Regions from separate parts of the Sus scrofa genome. Here region 2 is linked to region 1. The links are chromatin contacts, called in public Hi-C maps. All regions are on one chromosome and are shown on one strand. Each heading gives the region's core, a stretch centred on a gene start, on an enhancer-like site or on the middle of the called end of the contact. The rest is flanking DNA. Distances are from core to core; before and after follow the strand shown.

The links. Hi-C and Micro-C count contacts between places; a contact is called where the count stands out from the background.
Region 2: a Hi-C map of alveolar macrophages shows a contact between it and region 1, with 3 times the contacts expected there. The contact joins two enhancer-like sites. A contact is called at or near these places in 1 of 5 promoter capture datasets (liver), 16 of 47 Hi-C or Micro-C datasets (adipose tissue, alveolar macrophages, blood and 9 more) and 2 of 2 datasets of contacts at active chromatin or transcription factors (alveolar macrophages and skeletal muscle).

Annotation. Positions count from the first base shown.
Region 1 is chr6:63,912,898-63,917,328 of Sscrofa11.1, reverse strand. The region is part of intron 1 of GNB1 (guanine nucleotide-binding protein G(I)/G(S)/G(T) subunit beta-1); the gene reads left to right. Among named protein-coding and RNA genes, the nearest start is that of GNB1, 42 kb to the left of the region's middle. Within about 2 kb of position 1,853, at least 11 of the 83 cell types and tissues checked have an H3K27ac peak or open chromatin away from gene starts, as enhancers often do. A contact at or near this core is called in alveolar macrophages, where this site is marked.
Region 2 is chr6:63,961,343-63,965,773 of Sscrofa11.1, reverse strand. No RefSeq gene overlaps it. Among named protein-coding and RNA genes, the nearest start is that of GNB1, 6.0 kb to the right of the region's middle. Within about 2 kb of position 1,968, at least 34 of the 83 cell types and tissues checked have an H3K27ac peak or open chromatin away from gene starts, as enhancers often do. A contact at or near this core is called in alveolar macrophages, where this site is marked.

The sequences.
Region 1 (4,431 bases), core at 604-3,103:
CCTGGCAGACCTTGCTGTGGAGCTGGGCTCAGCCCATACTTGGATGGTCAAAACTGCAACCCCAGAATGTTCTTTGTTTTTTCTTTTCTTTTGTGGCCATATCTGCGGCATGCAGAACTTCTGGGGCCAGGGCTCGAACCCACGCCACTGCAATGACACTGAGCCACAGCAGTGACAATGCCGTATCCTTAATCTGCTGAACCACCAGGGAGCTCTGCCATTTTAATGTACTTGAGAAAGAAATGGTGCAAATGTGAGATTTTTGATGCATCCGTGTGAGGTCATTGCGTGGTGTGACGCTGGAAGTCTGGCTGGCAGTGTTCCACAGCAAATGCAAGTTTTGTACAGAACATCCAGTGTAGCACCTGCAGATATTCCTTGAGGAACCTCTGGACACAGTGGAAGTGAGGCCTTCTGGGAAATGGGTGCGGAGCCTCTGCGGCTCTGGGGCAAGGTGTGCCTTCGGGTCAAGATCCGTGCGCACACGTGCGGCAGAACATCCTCTCTGGGGGAGTCCTTTGTGTGTCCTGTTGCAGTAGGTTGGCTCTTTTCAGTTTAACAAACATCTCCCTTTCTGCCCAAATAAAGTAAAGGCTCATCCTCAAGCTGAGGCAGCCTGCAAATTTGTTTTCATCTTCCTGAGTCTGAATTTTGAGCAGAAGTGGGATGGCTTGCTTTTCTGCTTTGATTCTGGCTTGCAGCAGGTTTGAGGGGAGTACACTTCTTTGGCCAGTAATTTTTGAGCAAAGTATTTTGGTATTGTGAAGGTTACAGGGGTTTACCATTAAAAATATTCGGAGCCTGTGGCTGAAGATTACAAAACCCACGTGGAATTCGACTAAAGATTGGCTTAACTTTGCATACTTTCTCTAGCCAGAGATACTGTTTCTGTTGTCCTTGTCTGGTCAACAGTGAAAAATCATGAGATACACAAAAAGTGGTCTGTTGTTAATAGATAAGGAATTAGGAGTTCTCTTGTGGTGCAGCGGGTTAAGAATCTGATGTCGGCACTTCTGTGGTTTAGATCACTGCTCTGGCCAGGGTTTGATCCCTGGCCCGAGAAGTCACACATGCAGGTGCAGGGGAACAAAAACAAGGAAGGAATCAGTGGAAGCCGACTCGAAGATGACCCAGAAGTTGGAACGGTTAGGGCGTCACTGTAGCTGTGATTGCAGCCGAGGTAAATTGGAAGAGAACACTCTCTGGAAAGCCCCCAAATACTTGAAAATTAAACAAAGATGATAACATAAAGGAAAAGAAAACAAGGTTTTGTTTTGTTTTTGCCATAGCAGTGACCCAAGCTGATGCAGTGACAGGGCTGCCAGATCCTTAGGCACTAGGCCCACCAGGGAACTCTGAAAATATTTTAACTTGAAAGTGAAAGCAAAGCATATCAACATTTGTGGGGCATAATCAAAGTCGTGCTTATAATAGAGAAGTTAATAGAATTAAATGCTTGCTACAGAAAACAAAAGAGATCTCAACAATCTAAGCTTCTGCCTTAAGAAACTTTTAAAAGAAGATTGATTTCGAAACAAGCAGAAAGAAGAAAATAATGAAAATAAGGGCAGAATTTCACAGAATTGAAAACAAACACAGTAAAGAAAATCAGTGAAACTGAAAGTTGGTCTTTTGAAAAAATCAAATTGATAAACCTCTAACCAGCCTGAGAAAAATGAAACACTTAAAATGAATAAAAATTAATTAAATATGAAAGTTAAAAATTCATCAGTTTTGGAGTTCCCGTCGTGGCTCAGCGGAAACGAACCTGACTCATATCCATGAGGACACGGTTCAGTCACTCACTGGCCTCGCTCCGTGTGTTAAGGATCCAGTGTTGCTATGAGCTGTGGTGTAACCCGCAGACACGGCTGGTGTCCCAAGTTGCTGTGGCTGGGGTGTAGGCTGGCAGCTACAGCTCAGATTTGACCCCTAGCTTGGGAACTTCCATATGCTGTGGGTGTGGCCCTAAAAAAATTTAAAAATTCACCTGTTTTTAAAAGTACACTCTTAAAAAGCAGGGGTTCCAGGAGTTTCTGTCGTGGCTCCACAGTAACGAACTCGACTCGTTTCCTTGAGGGCACGGATGGGATCCCTGGCCTGGTCTTGCTCAGGGGGTTAAGGATCCGGTGTTGCCGTGAGCTCCTGTGTAGGTTTGCAGATATGGCTTGGATCCCGAATTGCTGTGGCTGTGGTGGAGGCGGCTGCTCCAATTCGACTCCTAGCTGGAAACTTCCATGGCCGTGGGTGTGGCCTTAAAAAGAAAAAGCAGGAGTTCCTGTCGTGGCGCAGTGGTTAACGAATCCAACTAGGAACCATGAGGTTGCGGGTTCGATCCCTGCCCTTGCTCAGTGGGTTAAGGATCCGGCGTTGCCGTGAGCTGTGGTGTAGGTCACAGATTCGGCTCAGCTCCTGTGTTGCTGTGGCTCTGGCGTAGGCCAGTGGCTACAGCTCCGATTGGACCCCTGGCCTGGGAACCTCCATATGCCGCGGGAGCGGCCCAAGAAAATGGCAAAAAGACCAAAAAAAAAAAAAGCAAATCCTTCCATATGTAATAACTTTCGAAGCCACAGGCGGCTGAGAGTATATCGGGGAACGTTCTGTGCCTTCCACCAGGGTCAGCCCTTTGCAGCCTCCTGGGGCCACGCTCTCCCTCTGCGTGTGCTTCTGGGTCCATCCCTGGGTTGTGGTAGGTCTCCTGACACGTTGCTCCTGCAGCGCCAGCATGCGCTTGGGAACCAGGACCTTCCGGACCCGCACAGGCACAGGCGCCTCATTGTCCCTGGACCTTAGCAGTGATTCCGTGGGGCCTGAGCCAAGTCCTTATTTGTATTCCTTCAGTTTTCTTCAGAATGTCCTCATGCCCTTTTTTTTTTTTTTTTTTTTTTTTTTTGCCTTTTGTCTTTTTGTCTTTTGTTGTTGTTGTTGTTGTTGTTGCTATTTCTTGGGCCGCTCCCGCGGCATATGGAGGTTCCCAGGCTAGGGGTTGAATCGGAGCTGTAGCCACCGGCCTACGCCAGAGGCACAGCAACGCAGGATCCGAGCCACGTCTGCAACCTACACCACAGCTCACGGCAATGCCGGATTGTTAACCCACTGAGCAAGGGCAGGGACGGAACCCGCAACCTCATGGTTCCTAGTTGGATTCGTTAACCACTGCGCCACGACGGGAACTCCCTCATGCCCTTTTCTTGTTTTTATTGCCTACTTTTTTCTTTAAGAGTTTTATTTTGAAATGATTTTATTTTTTTCTATTTTTAAAGTTTCATTGAAGTATAGGTGATTTACACGTTGATTAGTTTCTGCTGTATAACGTGCCCCTTGTTCAGAGCCAGGGTGTGCATTTTGTTGTCGTGTCTCCAGAGGGTCCCCGTGTCTTGAGCAGTCTTCCCGCCTTCGTTGTCCTCACGTTGCCATCTCACACTGTCCCACGTTGTGCACTTTGAAAGATTTCCTCGTGATTGGATGCAGGCAATACTCGAGGGTGACCTGTACTGCCCATTTCATCATATCATGAGGTACCCAGCACTGGTTTGTTCCTTGTTTTTTGTCTTTTTAGGGCCGCTCCCACAGCATATGGAGGTTGCCGGGCTAGGGGTCTAATTAGAGCTGTAGCCGCCAGCCTACACCAGAGCCACAGCAACACGGGATCTGAGCTGCGTCTGCGACCTACACCACAGCTCATGACAACGCTGGATCCTTAACCCACTGAGCCAGGCCAGGGATCGAACCCGCAACCTCATGGTTCTTAGTCGGATTCGTTTCTGCTGCACTGTGACAGGAACTCCAGTTTGTTCCATTATTGATAATACTACATTTCATCACTTGATTTAAGTGGTGTCCACCGGATCTTTCTTTTTCTTTTTGACCATGCCCCTTGCATCTGGAAGTTGCCAGGCTGGGAATCAAACCTACATAGCCACATTAGTGACAGCACCAGACCCTTCACTCACTGTGCTGCCAGGAAACTCCCAGATCTCTTCATTGTAATACATTTTCCTTTTTTGGCCACACCTGCGCCCTATGGAAGTTCCCTGGCCAGGGATTGAAGCCGAACTGCAGCTGCGACATCCACCAGGTCCTTAACCCACTACACCACAGCAGGCACGCCCAAATTTTCCTTTTTATAAATAAGTGATCTGTGTGTGATGCTTTCGGCCTCTCGCCACATCACACACTTGCTCCCGTTGACTTCGGCACTGGTGGGTGGGCTTTGCCTGGTCTGTGACTCCTCTAGAGGCCCCCACACAGCGGTTTTCGGAGGTGGCCATTCCTTCTACGTTTGCTCGTGTTCCTCTTGGTTTCTGCCGTCTGTATTTATTACTTGAATGCTACTGTATACTTGTGTGTTCCTTTTTTTTTTTTTTTACCAATAAGATATATTCTAGTTATCATTCCTTTTTTTTCTTTTTGGGGGCCACACCTACGTCA
Region 2 (4,431 bases), core at 719-3,218, 48 kb before region 1:
GGCAACGCCGGATCCTTAACCCACTGAGCAAGGCCAGGGATCGAACCCTCAACCTCACGGTTCCTAGTCGGATTCGTCAACCACTGAGCTACGATGGGAACTCCTAAACTCTTAACATTTTTGTTGTGTGTATTTTGACACCACAATGAAAATAAGTAAATATCCATGAGTTCATTTTGATACAAATGACTGAATAAATCATGTGGAGGAGAAGCGTTAGAGCACCTGCAGAAGAATTCCAAATCATTCATGCAGATGTTCCCCCTCAAAAAAGGGCGCACGGACCCCACTTCTTCATTGCGATTTCCTTCCAAAGAGGATGGAAAGGCCCAGGGAGCGGGGTCAAGGTCACAGCGGTGGGTCCTGTTGAGGGGATGCACCCTCACCACGATGCCATGAGAAGGACACTGTACCTCTCTGGTCTTCCTTCCAAAACCAACAGCCCTACCAGACAGATGCCCCGACCCGCACTCAAAACCAACTGACTAAGTCATTAAAGGCACGGGAGTCTGAGAACCTGCCGCAGCCAATTTAATGCCACCCAGGGCAGAGGAAGAACCGGATGTGGGGTCCTGGAACAGAGAGAGTCCGCTAGGTAAAAACCAAGGAAATCCCAACCGAGTGTGGACTTCAGTTAATAATGTGCCTTTCTGGCCTATTAATCATGAATGTGAACTGCGCTAATCTAGAGGAAACCTAGGTGACGAGGGTGGCGCTGTCTGTAGTCTCAGCAAGGTCTAAATCTAAAACGAGAAATCCAAGATACACCAATCGGTAACATGCTGCCGTTTAAAACAATCGCCACTTAGGGAGTTCCTGCTGCGGTACGGTGGGCTAAAGATCCGGCTCGTCTCTGCGGCAACACCAGTTCGCTCCCCAGCGTTAAGGACCCCGCGTTGCTGCAGCTGCCCCACGGATTCTGTCCCCCGGCCAGGAACTTCCATGAGCCGCACTGGGGTGGGGGGAAGAGACGCCCCTCAAAAGGCGTTAAATGGACTAACTGGATAAAAACAAATTTCAGATGCTCTCTGTCCACAGACACAACCTACAGAGAGAGGCTGGACATGGGATGCGCTGAGCCGGAGAGGCTGACTGTCCCCGCCCTCCAGGGCCCAGCATCCCACCCGCCCCTCTGCACCCTGCACGTGGCGCGCTTGCTCACGCTCTTGCTGAGTCTGGGGGCGCAGCCTCAGAACATCCTTTTCAAGCAACACAGCATTGCCCTAAAAAACGAATCTCAACGTTAAACATAGGCCTCAAACTGACCACCTTCTTCGACTCCGGAGATTTCGATTAATGTCGAAATCAAGAGCAGGAGAAACAGCTGAGTTGAAAGGAGTTGTTTTCGGAGTTCCCGTCGCGGCTCAGTGGTTAACGAATCTGACTAGGAACCATGAGGTCGCGGGTTGGATCCCTGGCCTCGCTCTGAGGGTTAAGGATCCGGCGTTGCCGTGAGCTGTGGTGTAGGTCGAAGATGCGGCTTGGATCTGGCGTTGCTGTGGCTCTGGCGAAGGCCGGCGGCTTACAGCTCAGATTAGACCTCTAGCCTGGGAACCTCCATATGCCTCGGGTGCGGCCCTAAAAAGGCGAAAGACAGAAAAAACGAAAAAAGAAAAGAAAGGAGTTGATTTCGCGAAGAGCGGGAAGGGGGCGCTGCTAGTTACCAGCCCCGAAAACTGTGGACGGTTTTAGGAAACTCAAGCCTGTTTCGGAACTGGGCACCGTGGCCTTCCGGGATCTTTCTGAGGAAGGCCAGACCCCCAGCCCACCCAAGAGGACGCGGTCGGGAGGGCAGCCTCGGCACCCCCGGCCCCGCCCCAGTCCGGCCCTGCCCTGCGCCCCGCCCCGCCCCTCCACCTCGCCCCGCCCAGCGCCCGCCCCGCCCCGCCCCGATAGGCCCCGCCCCCAGCCCTCCGCTAGGCCCCGCCCCATCCCCGGCCCGGAAGCGGCGCGCCGGGCGTCCACTCCTTGCGGCTGCACCAGGCGGCGCCCGCGGGCCGCGCGCAGCCAAGGCCGGGTGTGCGGCGCGGCGGGCCCTGGCGTTTGCGGTCGGCCCTCCAGAGTTTGGAGCAGGGCGGGGTCGCCTTTCCAGGCCTCCTGCTCGGCCATTTTCCAGCCCTCTTTCCAAAAGGCCGCCCTCCGAGCCTCACTAGTAAGCACAAAAATAGGCGCAAGTATTCTTTTCTTTCACCTGTGCGGTGGCTTGTGGGTGGTGGGGCAGGGTGCCCACTGCCGCTCACCTCGGGCTGAAGCCTGAGTGTTCAGACCCCTGGAGAAGCACCCCTGTCCCCAGACGGTCCTTCGCACCAGGCAGACCCCCCACGGCCCCACTTTACACTAGGACAGGAGCAGGCCCTGGACTGGTGGGCACAGCCTTGTCATCCTGAGACCCTGGCCGGCCTGCTCGGGAGCTGGGGCCCACTGCTCTGCCCAGCTGCCGTGTGACCCAGGGTGGCCCCTGCTCTGCCCAGGCCCCGGGGGCGCACAGCCGACCCTGGCGGCCCTCTGCTCTCTGCCCCCTGCTCCCCTGCAGGGCTCAGGGGTCTCACTGTTCTGAGGGCTCTTCCTTCCTTGTCCCCCTTGGTCCTGCTTGCATGTGACAACAGCAAGGTCATTTTGTCCAAAGGAGAAAAGAGGTTGTGAATGCAGCAAGAGCCTCTGCCTTCTCTGGACCCACTGGGCCCAGCGGCCAGAGGGCAGCAGGAACCTTGAGGTCTGTCCTGCACAGAAGGGACTGGGGCTGGAGGAGGGGAGCCCCCTTGCTGCCTCTCCACAGAGCCTGGCCTTGAGGGCTGCACCTGCAGACCTCGGCACGCAGGGCCAGCCAGGAGGGGTGGGGCACCCGTGTCCCTGGCCTCAAGAGTGCCCCAGGTGGCGCCCGGTGGGGTTGACCACAGCCCCTCACAAGCATTCTCTGTGGAGACTTCCTCCCCAGGGTCTGTCTCAGAGACCTGGACACCTCAGTGTCCACCCAAGCAAGACCTGACCCCCGCAGCCACCAGGGGCTGCTGTAGGGCCAATGGGACAGGATAGACAGGTCTTAGAAGTCTAATGCCACAGGCTGAGCCACCCCCAGAGACCCCAGAGCAGGCCTGGGAGGAGCCCTGGGCATCTGCCCAGGGGAATGTGGCGGGGGCCAGCAGGCCCCAGATGGACGTCACAGCGAGAGCTCCAGGGCCCCAGCTCCTGGCAGCACCCCCCTTGCGTGCCCAGCCATGCCTGCCGGTTTCCAAAACACCCAGTGCCTGCCCCAGGAGGGGTAGCCTGGGGTCCTGCTGGTGCTCTGTGCTCTGCCTGGCACTCTGCTGCTTGGGGTCCTGGCCCCCCAATTCCTCTTCCCCCTCCTCGGGCCACACACATCCGGGGCTTCAAGACCACTGCCCTGCAACTCTGCCTGGCTCAGCTCACGGCCTGGGGCCTGCCTCCCATGGCCCCTTGGAAGCACATCTTGCATCACCTCCCAGGTGGCAGGTGGGCTGGGCCTTGGGGACAGGACTCTTGACAAACAGCCCTCAAGCCCTGGAGGCAGTCCCAAGGGAAGGAGAGCTGCGCCCTCAAGACCGAGGTCCCCCAGTGAGGACTGCCAGGCTGAGGCTCTGGGGCTGGGGTTTGGGGGTGCTGCAGGGGGGGCTGGGGCTGGATATCCCTGCAGAAGGGAGATTGCTGTCCCCCCACTACCAGGCCTGCCTCAGGGCGGACACTGGTGCCTGGTCTGAATGTAAAGTGCCCATGTGACTTGGAGCAGAGACTGGGGCAGAGGGCAGGTGGTGGTAGCAGAGCACAGGACCCAGTGACCCCCCTCTTGCTCTTCCTGCTGGTCCAGCCCACACTGACCTGCAGATACCCCCAAAACTACCCAGATACCACCTCGTTTCAGAAGGCATCTTGGGGATGTCCCTGGCTCCTAGTCCACTGTCCTTCCACTCACTCCCCAGCTGTTGGGACATACACCCTGGTGCCACCCCTGACTCCTCTGTGCCCCTGCCCCTGAGCCACCACACGCCCCGTCACCCTGGGTACCTAGCCCTGCTCATGCCATTGTGCTGCCCTACATAGGCTTACCTGCCCCAAAGCGGCCAGAGGGGTCACAGTCCTGCTCAGACCCCCCCAATAGTCCCTGTCACCTCACAGCAGGACCTGCCCTCCTCATTGCCACAGGACCTAAGTAAAGTGACCACTGACTAGGGCGGAAGGACTGAGCCACCAACACAGCCTCTTCCTGGAACTTACATTTTTCTTAAGAAGTAGCTGATAAATATGCCATTGCTCTTTGTTGTGGGGTTTTTTTTTTTGTTTGTTTGTTTTTTTGGTTTGTTTTCAGAGAAATTTTAGCCATTCCTCAAACTCATACAGAATTATAAGGAACCCTGGGTAGCTGAAATAAGCTTTAAAAAGACTAGAGTTGAAGGACTCAAACTTCCCAATTTAAAA